3 separate regions of the Sus scrofa genome follow, and regions 1 and 3 are each linked to region 2. A link is a contact called in public HiChIP or PLAC-seq data. All regions are on one chromosome and are shown on one strand. Each heading gives the region's core, a stretch centred on a gene start, on an enhancer-like site or on the middle of the called end of the contact. The rest is flanking DNA. Distances are from core to core; before and after follow the strand shown. Region 1 has its middle 24 kb from the start of SGMS1. Region 2 has its middle 71 kb from the start of MINPP1. Region 3 overlaps SGMS1 (sphingomyelin synthase 1).

Region 1 (2,700 bases), core at 201-2,700, 260 kb after region 2:
AGCTATGGCAGTGCCGGATCCCTAACCCACTGTGCTGGCCTGGGGATTGGACCTGTGTTCCAGCACTGCAGCGACTCCACCAATCCCTGCCCCACATCAGGAACTCCTAAAATAGTTTTAGAATTTTTGATTACTTGCACTTTGAACTCCTAGTACCAGTATTTCTGTGCTCATAGGCTACTTGTTAAACTCACTTGCTTTGAGTTGAACTGATCAAGGGCTTCTGCATAATAGGTAACACCTTGGGATCTTATTTCTTTTGGGAAACAGCCTGTGGTATTGACAGAAAAGGCCTTAAATACACTGGGGTATTTGGAAAAGGCCCCTCAGGTCATGAAAATGGGAAAACATTAACTCTCTAAGATGTCTAAAATATAAAGGGGTAATTAAATTTGAATTTTGATTCAGGTTTCACCTAATAGTTGTAACAGAGCTGAACATTTAAGCGAGATGCTTTGGAGCCACAGCCTCATTTTACTTGTCACAAGAATGCCGAGAGGTAGAACGTTATTATCTCTTTTATAAACCGAGAAACAGCCTCAGCAAGTTTACATAATCCACTCCAAATTTCACAGCTAGTTAATTTAGTTTACATTTGAAAGTAGCCTTTAAGCGTTGTAATTTTTCCCTTGTGGCTCCAATTATTCCTATCATAGTGTTGATTTTTCTGTGTGAAGTAATCCAGAGGAGGTTCTTTGTTCAAAGGAGATTTTTAAGAGATTTTAAAAAGCTTCTCTGCCCCTGTGCCAAAATATCAAAGTTCAAGGAATAATTCATTTGCTTTGGAAGCTTGTGGTTTTCAAATATTAACTAAGCAAGCTTTCTTCACGAGGCTGCCTCACAGTTGTTGATTTGGGGGACCTTTTTTTCCTGAAGCCCTTCTGGTTCTGGATGTACAAATTCTTCTCCTCACCAGGTACAACTCAGCTGTTCTCTAATTGTAACACCCAACAGCTATGTCCTGGGATGTGCAGTGGTTGAATCTTTGGTGTGTGGTTGCACCCTGGCAGAATTTTGCATGCTCTGTGAAATGATGGTAAATTTCTGCTCACACTTAGGTTGGTGTTGAACGTGCTGGTTAGGAATGGTGAGGTCACAAGGCACACTCTGAGTGCTAGAACCTTTCTTGTTGGATGGAAGTGGGGAAGTTTCAGCATGTCTCACCAGGGGCAGCCAGTTCTGGGAGAGTCCATCTTCTGGAGTGTCTGTTGGGATGTCACATAATGCAGGAGGGCAATGTCACCTTCTTAGAGGACCAAGAACTGCAGTATCTGTTCTAGGACCAAGTATTGCTCACACCATGCCTCATCATTCTTGCCGTCTGTTTGACACTGTACACCCACCCACCTTCCCAGGCAAAGCAAGCCTGCTTTGGCCTCCTCCTTAAACTTACCTCTCTAAATCCCAGCTGCCTTTAGTGACTTGAGTTCTTGGGGATTTCGAAAAACCATGCCAGTGTGATGATAAAACCACTTGGGGGTGATCTTGAGAAACCCATGGAGAGGAGGAAGTATGCCAAACAACTTGATTTTCAAAACAGGGGAGACGGCAGAGTCTGGAAACCTTAAATGCAGAGCATATGTTGATGTTTAACAGATTATTAAATCACATTTTCAAAAAGATGGATTGGAGTCACTTAGAAAAAGTGGAGATCAGTATCTAGTATTACTCATCTTCAGTTGACCTCGTTTCTTTTTCCATAGTTACTGAACAAGTGTATCTGGACATGCCATAGATAGGACACATCTGCTCTGGCAGAATATATAACAAAGTGCTATGTGTTCTACTCAAGATGGACAGATGTGTTGGAGTTCCTGTTGGCTCAGCGGTAATGAACCCGACTAGTATCCATGAGTACTCTGGTTTGATCCCTGGCCTTGATCACTGGATTAAGGATCCAGTGTTGCTGTGAGTTGCGGTGTAGGTCGAAGACACAGCTCAGATCCTGTGTTGCTTCGGCTTTGATGTAGGCCGGCAGCTGCAGCTCCAAATTGATCCCTAGCCCGGAAACTTCCGTATGTTGAGGGTGTGGCCCAAAAAAGACCAAAAACAAAAAGATGGACAAATGTGGGTTGCACAGCAGTATAGGCAAGTGCGCTTTTGTCTGGTTATACTCACAGAGGGATGATCAGTAGGGTGATGTCAGATGTAAACAAAGTGCCAGCAGTGTTCCTTGATGAGGGCATTTGGTACAGCAGGACAACAGAACGCACGTATTAGTGGAGGTAGAGAATTTAGATCCAAGCAGGTGATAATCCCACAGTTCTTTGAAGCAGTGTAGACAGTGGTTAAGAATTGGGACCTTGGAGCCTGGCCTTGGGCAAGTTCTTTGACCACTGTGCCTCGGTCTCTTCATTTATAAAATGCTGATAATACTTCCTCATACGGCTGTTGAAGATCAAATTAGATCGTTCATGTAAAGTGTTTAAAAACAGAGCCTGACTATAATTTGTATGTGTCATGCTTTAGTCTTTTGTTACTGCTACCTCTTTTCTTCTTAAGGAGGTAGTGAAAATTTCCAGGTTTGTGTCTACGTGCGTGTCCAGAACAGAGTAATCAGGTTTGGAGAGGGTCTAGAGACTATGAACAATGGTTGAAGACACTGGAATGTGTTCCTTAGTGTCAAAGCTCAGAGATAGTGATCATGAACCGTAAAGTGAAGTACAGGTGGTTCCAGCCAGTCTGAATCCTAATATATTT
Region 2 (2,700 bases), core at 76-2,575:
ATCATGATAAGAAACTCTTCTGTCACCCAAAAAAAAACTCCCTGTGCTATTCCTTTGTCATCACATGCTGGCCCCCTCCCCCCAGGGCCTGACGACTAGGATAGTTTTCTGTATTTATAGTTTTATCTTTTCAGGAATGTTTTGTGAAAGGAATCATTGGCATGCACTTTGGCCTTTTGGGACTGGCTTCTTTTCACTCAGCATGTCTTTGAGGTTCATTAGTGTTGCTGTGCATAACAGTAGTTCTTTTTTTTTACTGCTGAGTGGTATTCCAATACATTGATATTATATAGTTTATTTATTTTACCTATTGAGGGACATTTGGTTTGTTTCCAGTGTTTGGTGATGAATAGAGTTACTATACACATTTGTGTACAGGATTTTGTGTGAACATAAATTTTTATTTCTAGAGGGTAAATATGTGGGAATGGGATTACTGGACCATGTGGTGCTATGATCATAAAAAATTATCCGTTTTTCCAGTGTTAAAAGCATTTTTAATAACAAAGGGAAGTGCTGATATTATAAAGGAGAAAGGAGAAAATGAAATTATATACATAGTATAAAATACGCATAAGAATAAGACTGGAAGGAAATATACCAAAATGATAAAAAGTGGTTTTCTTGCTGTGATTGGCTTATAGATAGGCTTTTTTTCCCTTCTTTTTCTGTGTAAACTTGATGGCTCCTGACATCACCAAGCAATGAGTAAAAACATATTAAATTTACAGTAATTACATAAATTCTAGTGCTCAGAGGCCCTACTTCTTCTATCAACTATAAATATCTAGTCTTGTCCAGAGAACCCTCTCCCTCTAGGTTTTTCTTATAAGAGCAGAACCATGAAGTCAGAGCAGCTTCGTGTATTTATGAGGTTCCTCTATTGTAATGTCTGAGGATTCTACTTCCTGCCCCCCTGTTGCCCACTGTGCTGCGCTACCCGCAACTCAAAGACTCTGCTTTCACCTTGGTCACCAGGCAATCTCCAGCTGCTTTTCTGGTGGCTCCTGGTGACACCTTTCCTCCTGTCATTCACAGGCAGGAATGGGCCTCAGGGGAACAACCTAATACTGCTCCCTCTGACCACTATCTTGCTGACACTACAGACTTGATCCTCACTCATACTGTTTTCTCTCAGGGGCCAATGACTCTCCCTCCATTCCAGCCTCCAGGAGGAACCTAAGGCTATCAGACAGGTCTGTCCCTGAGTCAAGCACACTGTAGACCAGGGACAAAGTTCCCGCCCACAGGACTCCTTACTCCAGTTGAAATCAGACAGGCTTCAGCACCCACTAGTCTTGAGACCAGAGAGAAGCTGCTGGGCATTCTCGGCCGCACACCACAGACCTCTAGGGGGCAATGTTGTCTCACACCACACGGTTATCTCTGTGCAGGTTAACTGAGCTCTCACTCAAGCCAAATTATCACACTAGTGTATTTTCTAAATGTTTAATGAATATGCACTACTTTTATAATCAGAAAAAATAATAAATTACTAATAAGCTGGAAAATCAGGGAGTTATTTAAACATCAAAGCAAAATACTTCTAGAGGGCATTATCTAAAATGTAAAAATAGCTTCCATTTTATTGTCTACTTTCTAGACCATTGCATTCTCTGTTAACTTGTCTCATGATTCAAAGCCCAAAGTTGTGTCCTTAAATTGCCAGATTATAATGACTCTTGATTTTAATTTTCCATATTTAAAATAGTATTGACCACCCATTTTTTTTTTTTTTTTTTTTTTGTCTTTTTGTCTTTTGTTGTTGTTGTTGCTATTTTTTGGGCCTGCTCCCGCGGCATATGGCGGTTCCTAGGCTAGGGGTCAAATCGGAGCTGTAGCCACCGACCTACGCCAGAGCCACAGCAACGCGGGATCCGAGCCGCATCTGCAACCTACACCACAGCTCACGGCAACGCCGGATCCTTAACCCACTGAGCAAGGGCAGGGACCGAACCCGCAACCTCATGGTTCCTAGTCGGATTTGTTAACCACTGCGCCACGACGGGAACTCCTGACCACCCATTTTTAAAGCTTCTAAAATAATTTTAGCAGTATCCTTTAAGTTTCTCAGAGGAAACCGAGGGCAATGCTTCTTCCCTTTCTGTTATATAGAGGTAGCAGATAACTAAAGACATGGATATTAGTCTTGGTTCTTACAAGAGCATCTATATATAAATACAAAATATTCTTTTTTTAAATTGTTATTGAAGTATAGTTGATGTATAATATACAAGTTACAAGTGTACAATATAGTGATTCACAATGTTTAAATGTTATATTCCATTTATAGTTATTATAAAATGGTAAGGTAGTATGTTATCCAATATATGTTTGTTGCTTATATTATACATAATAATTTGTACCTTAGTTCCCCACCCTGATATTGCCCCTCCCCCTTTTCTCTCCCCACTGGTAAACCACTAATTTGTTCTCTATATCTGTAGTCTATTTCTTTTTTGTTATAATCATTAGTTTGTTGTATTTTTTGTTCCATATGTAAGTGATATTATACTTGTATTTGTCTTTCTCTTTCACCTAAGTGAAATATAAAATATTCTAATAAGTGAAAAGAGAATGCTACCATTTACACACCTAAGAACATGAGTTTTGAGTCTTCTTTTTTTTCTTTTTGCAGCATATGGAGGTGCCCAAGCTAGGGGTCAATCAGAGCTGTAGCTGCTGGCCTATGCCATAGCC
Region 3 (2,700 bases), core at 154-2,653, 310 kb after region 2:
CAACAGATGTCCACATGAGCTTCTTCTGACAGCCCAAGTAGACCACGAGGCAAGTATGTTTACTTCAGCAAGACCTTTCTTTCTTATATATGAGCAAAATAGGCCAGCATATACTCAGTTCAAGGAGCTGTTTTATAAGGGGTGCTTTCATTTGCTAACCAGAATTTGACTATGGAATTGTGACCACGGCACATAATAGCAATTTAAAATAAACAATGATTTAGGATTTCCTGTCGTGGCACAGTAGAAACGAATCCGACTAGGAACCACGAGGTTTCGGGTTCGATCCCTGGCCTTGCTGAGTGTGTTAAGGATCCCACATTGCCATGAACTGTGGTGTAGGTGGCAGACGCAGCTCGGATCTGGCGTTGCTGTGACTGTGGCATAGGCCAGCGTCTCCAGCTCTGGTTCGATCCCTAGCCTGGGAACCTCCATGTGCTGCAGGTGCGGCTCTAGAAAAGACCCAAAGAAAGAAAGAACGATTTAAAGGTTAAGGCATCAAAGGTAATCTAAAATTTCCTCAACAGGCGGGGGAGGGAGTGGGATGGACTGGGAATTGGGGATAATTAGATGTAAACTATTGCATTTGGAGTGGATAAGCAATAAGATCCTGCTGTATAGCACTGGGAACTATATCTAGTCACTTATGATGGAGCATGATAATGTGAGAAAAAGAATGTATATATGTATGTGTGACTGGATCACTTTGCTGTATAGTAGAAAATTGACTGAACACTGTAAACCAGTTATGGTGGAAAAAATAAAAATCATTTAAAAAAATAAAATTTCCTCAACAATACATTGAAATTAAGTGGATGTTATTCTAGCCATTTTTTCTTCTTCAAATAAATACAGTTGTATGAATTCTGCCTATTTAGTTTAATTATTGTTAAATAACGACAACAAAAAAAAATTACTGCTAGTTAGATTGGTTGAGAGGAAAGCATTCAGGAGCTCTCCAGATTGAGTCAGAGAAGAATTGAATTATGAGTATTTCAGTGGGCTGCATTGCCCTCGAAGATCCATAAGGTTATTATGGACTTTTATGGAAAGTTCTAGTAGATGTAAAGACCTTTATTTGAGTTTGAAGTATTTAGAAAAAGACAGTTTGTCTGTTTCATAATAAAAAAGTATCATTTCTTGATTTGCCCCCAGGTCACTTCCTTTTATAAAATCTGAGCTAAATACTACATGTTCACCGAATTTCAGTCTTGCATTAAATTGACTATATAAGGTAGTAGAATAAAATCATGTGTATACTCTAGGTTGCTTTTGTTTTTAGAGATTTGATACATGGAACAGAAAGTTTACTCTGTGCTTTTAAGACTCATTATGCATGCACTACTTCCTGCTTTCATTTGCCATTATCAGCATTTAGAAACATGTAGAACTTCCCTATAGTTTCTTCATAGATTTGCCAGCTAATTTGCCAGTTTAATCACAAGGTCCATCATGCCTTAAAAATAATCATAAAAATTCATTTCTTAACTTCTTGGCACTCATTTCAAAAGTTCGTTGAGGAGTTCCTGTCATGGCTCAATGGAAACAAATCTGACTAGTATCCATGAGGATGCAGGTTCAGTCGTCTGTGAGGATGCCTTGCTCAATGGGTTAAGGATCCGGCGTTGCTGTGAGCTATGGTGTAGGTCGAAGACTCAGCTTGGGCCCCGTGTTGCTGTGGCTGTGGTATAGGCCGGCAGCTACAGCTCGGATTTGACCCCTAACCTGGGAACCTCCATATGTTGCTGCAGGTGTGGCACTAAAAAAGGCAAAAAAAGAAAAAGTTCATTGAGTCTTCAAAGAAGAATAAATTACATTTGGTATAATAATTTTTTACATTTTAATGTATTGCTTTATGTTTTCCTAAGTGCTGTTAGGTATATGTAAATTCTAACTAATGGAAAAAGCAAATGGAATAAATTATTTCACTGTAGGAAACTGAGGTCCTGGGGTTGGAACACAAGTTAATGACAGAGCAAGCATTAGAACTCAGATTTCTTGAGCATTTGCTGAATGGATAGTCATATTGTGTGTTGTGTGGTATTTTCATTTTTGAAAACTTGTATTCCATGTACAATTCATATGGTAGCTTTTTTTTAGTACAACAATGTCTTATTTCTAGATAGTGCCAGATAACAAGTTAATAGATTCTTTTTGAGTAAGAATAAGCACATATTCATAATTGATTTATTTAGTGATTTTGTAGGTTAATGTTTTTTTCCTTATCATGATGGTCACTTTAACTTCTTTTTCTGTATTTTAGAGATCTGGATTTGATAATTATTTATAAAGAGTTTATGGTGTCTTGTGGTGTATTATCTAATGGATTTTCTAATATTAAAGCCTAAATATATATAGTTTAAGAATTGGAGCCAAATAGTATTCACAGATTTATTATTTATTTGGTTGAGGTCTAATTACAAAAAAAAAAAAAAAAAAACCTGCGGAGTTTAGAATCTATAATGAATATATGCCTTTGTGCCTGCCCTTTGTCTTAGAAGACTACATAAATTTTTAGAAGACTTTTTAGATTATCTTTCATATATGCTCAAATCTATGAGGCCATTGACTCTTCACAGTGGAAAAGTCCTGAAAAGCATCTCTGTCTAGGCCCAGGACTAACTCTGCTGTGTATGAAATTTTAGGCAAATCACAAATCTCCCTGGACTTTAGTTTACTTATATCTAAAAGTTCCAGATG

Evidence for each region. HiChIP or PLAC-seq counts read pairs in DNA pulled down with a chosen protein or histone mark.
Region 1: an H3K27ac HiChIP or PLAC-seq map of alveolar macrophages shows a contact between it and region 2. The contact joins two enhancer-like sites. A contact is called at or near these places in 2 of 47 Hi-C or Micro-C datasets (embryonic fibroblasts and skeletal muscle) and 1 of 2 datasets of contacts at active chromatin or transcription factors (alveolar macrophages).
Region 3: an H3K27ac HiChIP or PLAC-seq map of alveolar macrophages shows a contact between it and region 2. The contact joins two enhancer-like sites. A contact is called at or near these places in 13 of 47 Hi-C or Micro-C datasets (alveolar macrophages, blood, brain and 9 more) and 2 of 2 datasets of contacts at active chromatin or transcription factors (alveolar macrophages and skeletal muscle).

Annotation. Positions count from the first base shown.
Region 1 is chr14:99,239,776-99,242,475 of Sscrofa11.1, reverse strand. It overlaps a transcript of SGMS1 not described here. Among named protein-coding and RNA genes, the nearest start is that of SGMS1, 24 kb to the right of the region's middle. Within about 2 kb of position 1,450, at least 11 of the 83 cell types and tissues checked have an H3K27ac peak or open chromatin away from gene starts, as enhancers often do. A contact at or near this core is called in alveolar macrophages, where this site is marked.
Region 2 is chr14:99,502,441-99,505,140 of Sscrofa11.1, reverse strand. No RefSeq gene overlaps it. Among named protein-coding and RNA genes, the nearest start is that of MINPP1, 71 kb to the left of the region's middle. Within about 2 kb of position 1,325, at least 8 of the 83 cell types and tissues checked have an H3K27ac peak or open chromatin away from gene starts, as enhancers often do. A contact at or near this core is called in alveolar macrophages, where this site is marked.
Region 3 is chr14:99,190,479-99,193,178 of Sscrofa11.1, reverse strand. The region is part of intron 1 of SGMS1 (sphingomyelin synthase 1); the gene reads left to right. Among named protein-coding and RNA genes, the nearest start is that of SGMS1, 25 kb to the left of the region's middle. Within about 2 kb of position 1,403, at least 1 of the 83 cell types and tissues checked has an H3K27ac peak or open chromatin away from gene starts, as enhancers often do. A contact at or near this core is called in alveolar macrophages, where this site is marked.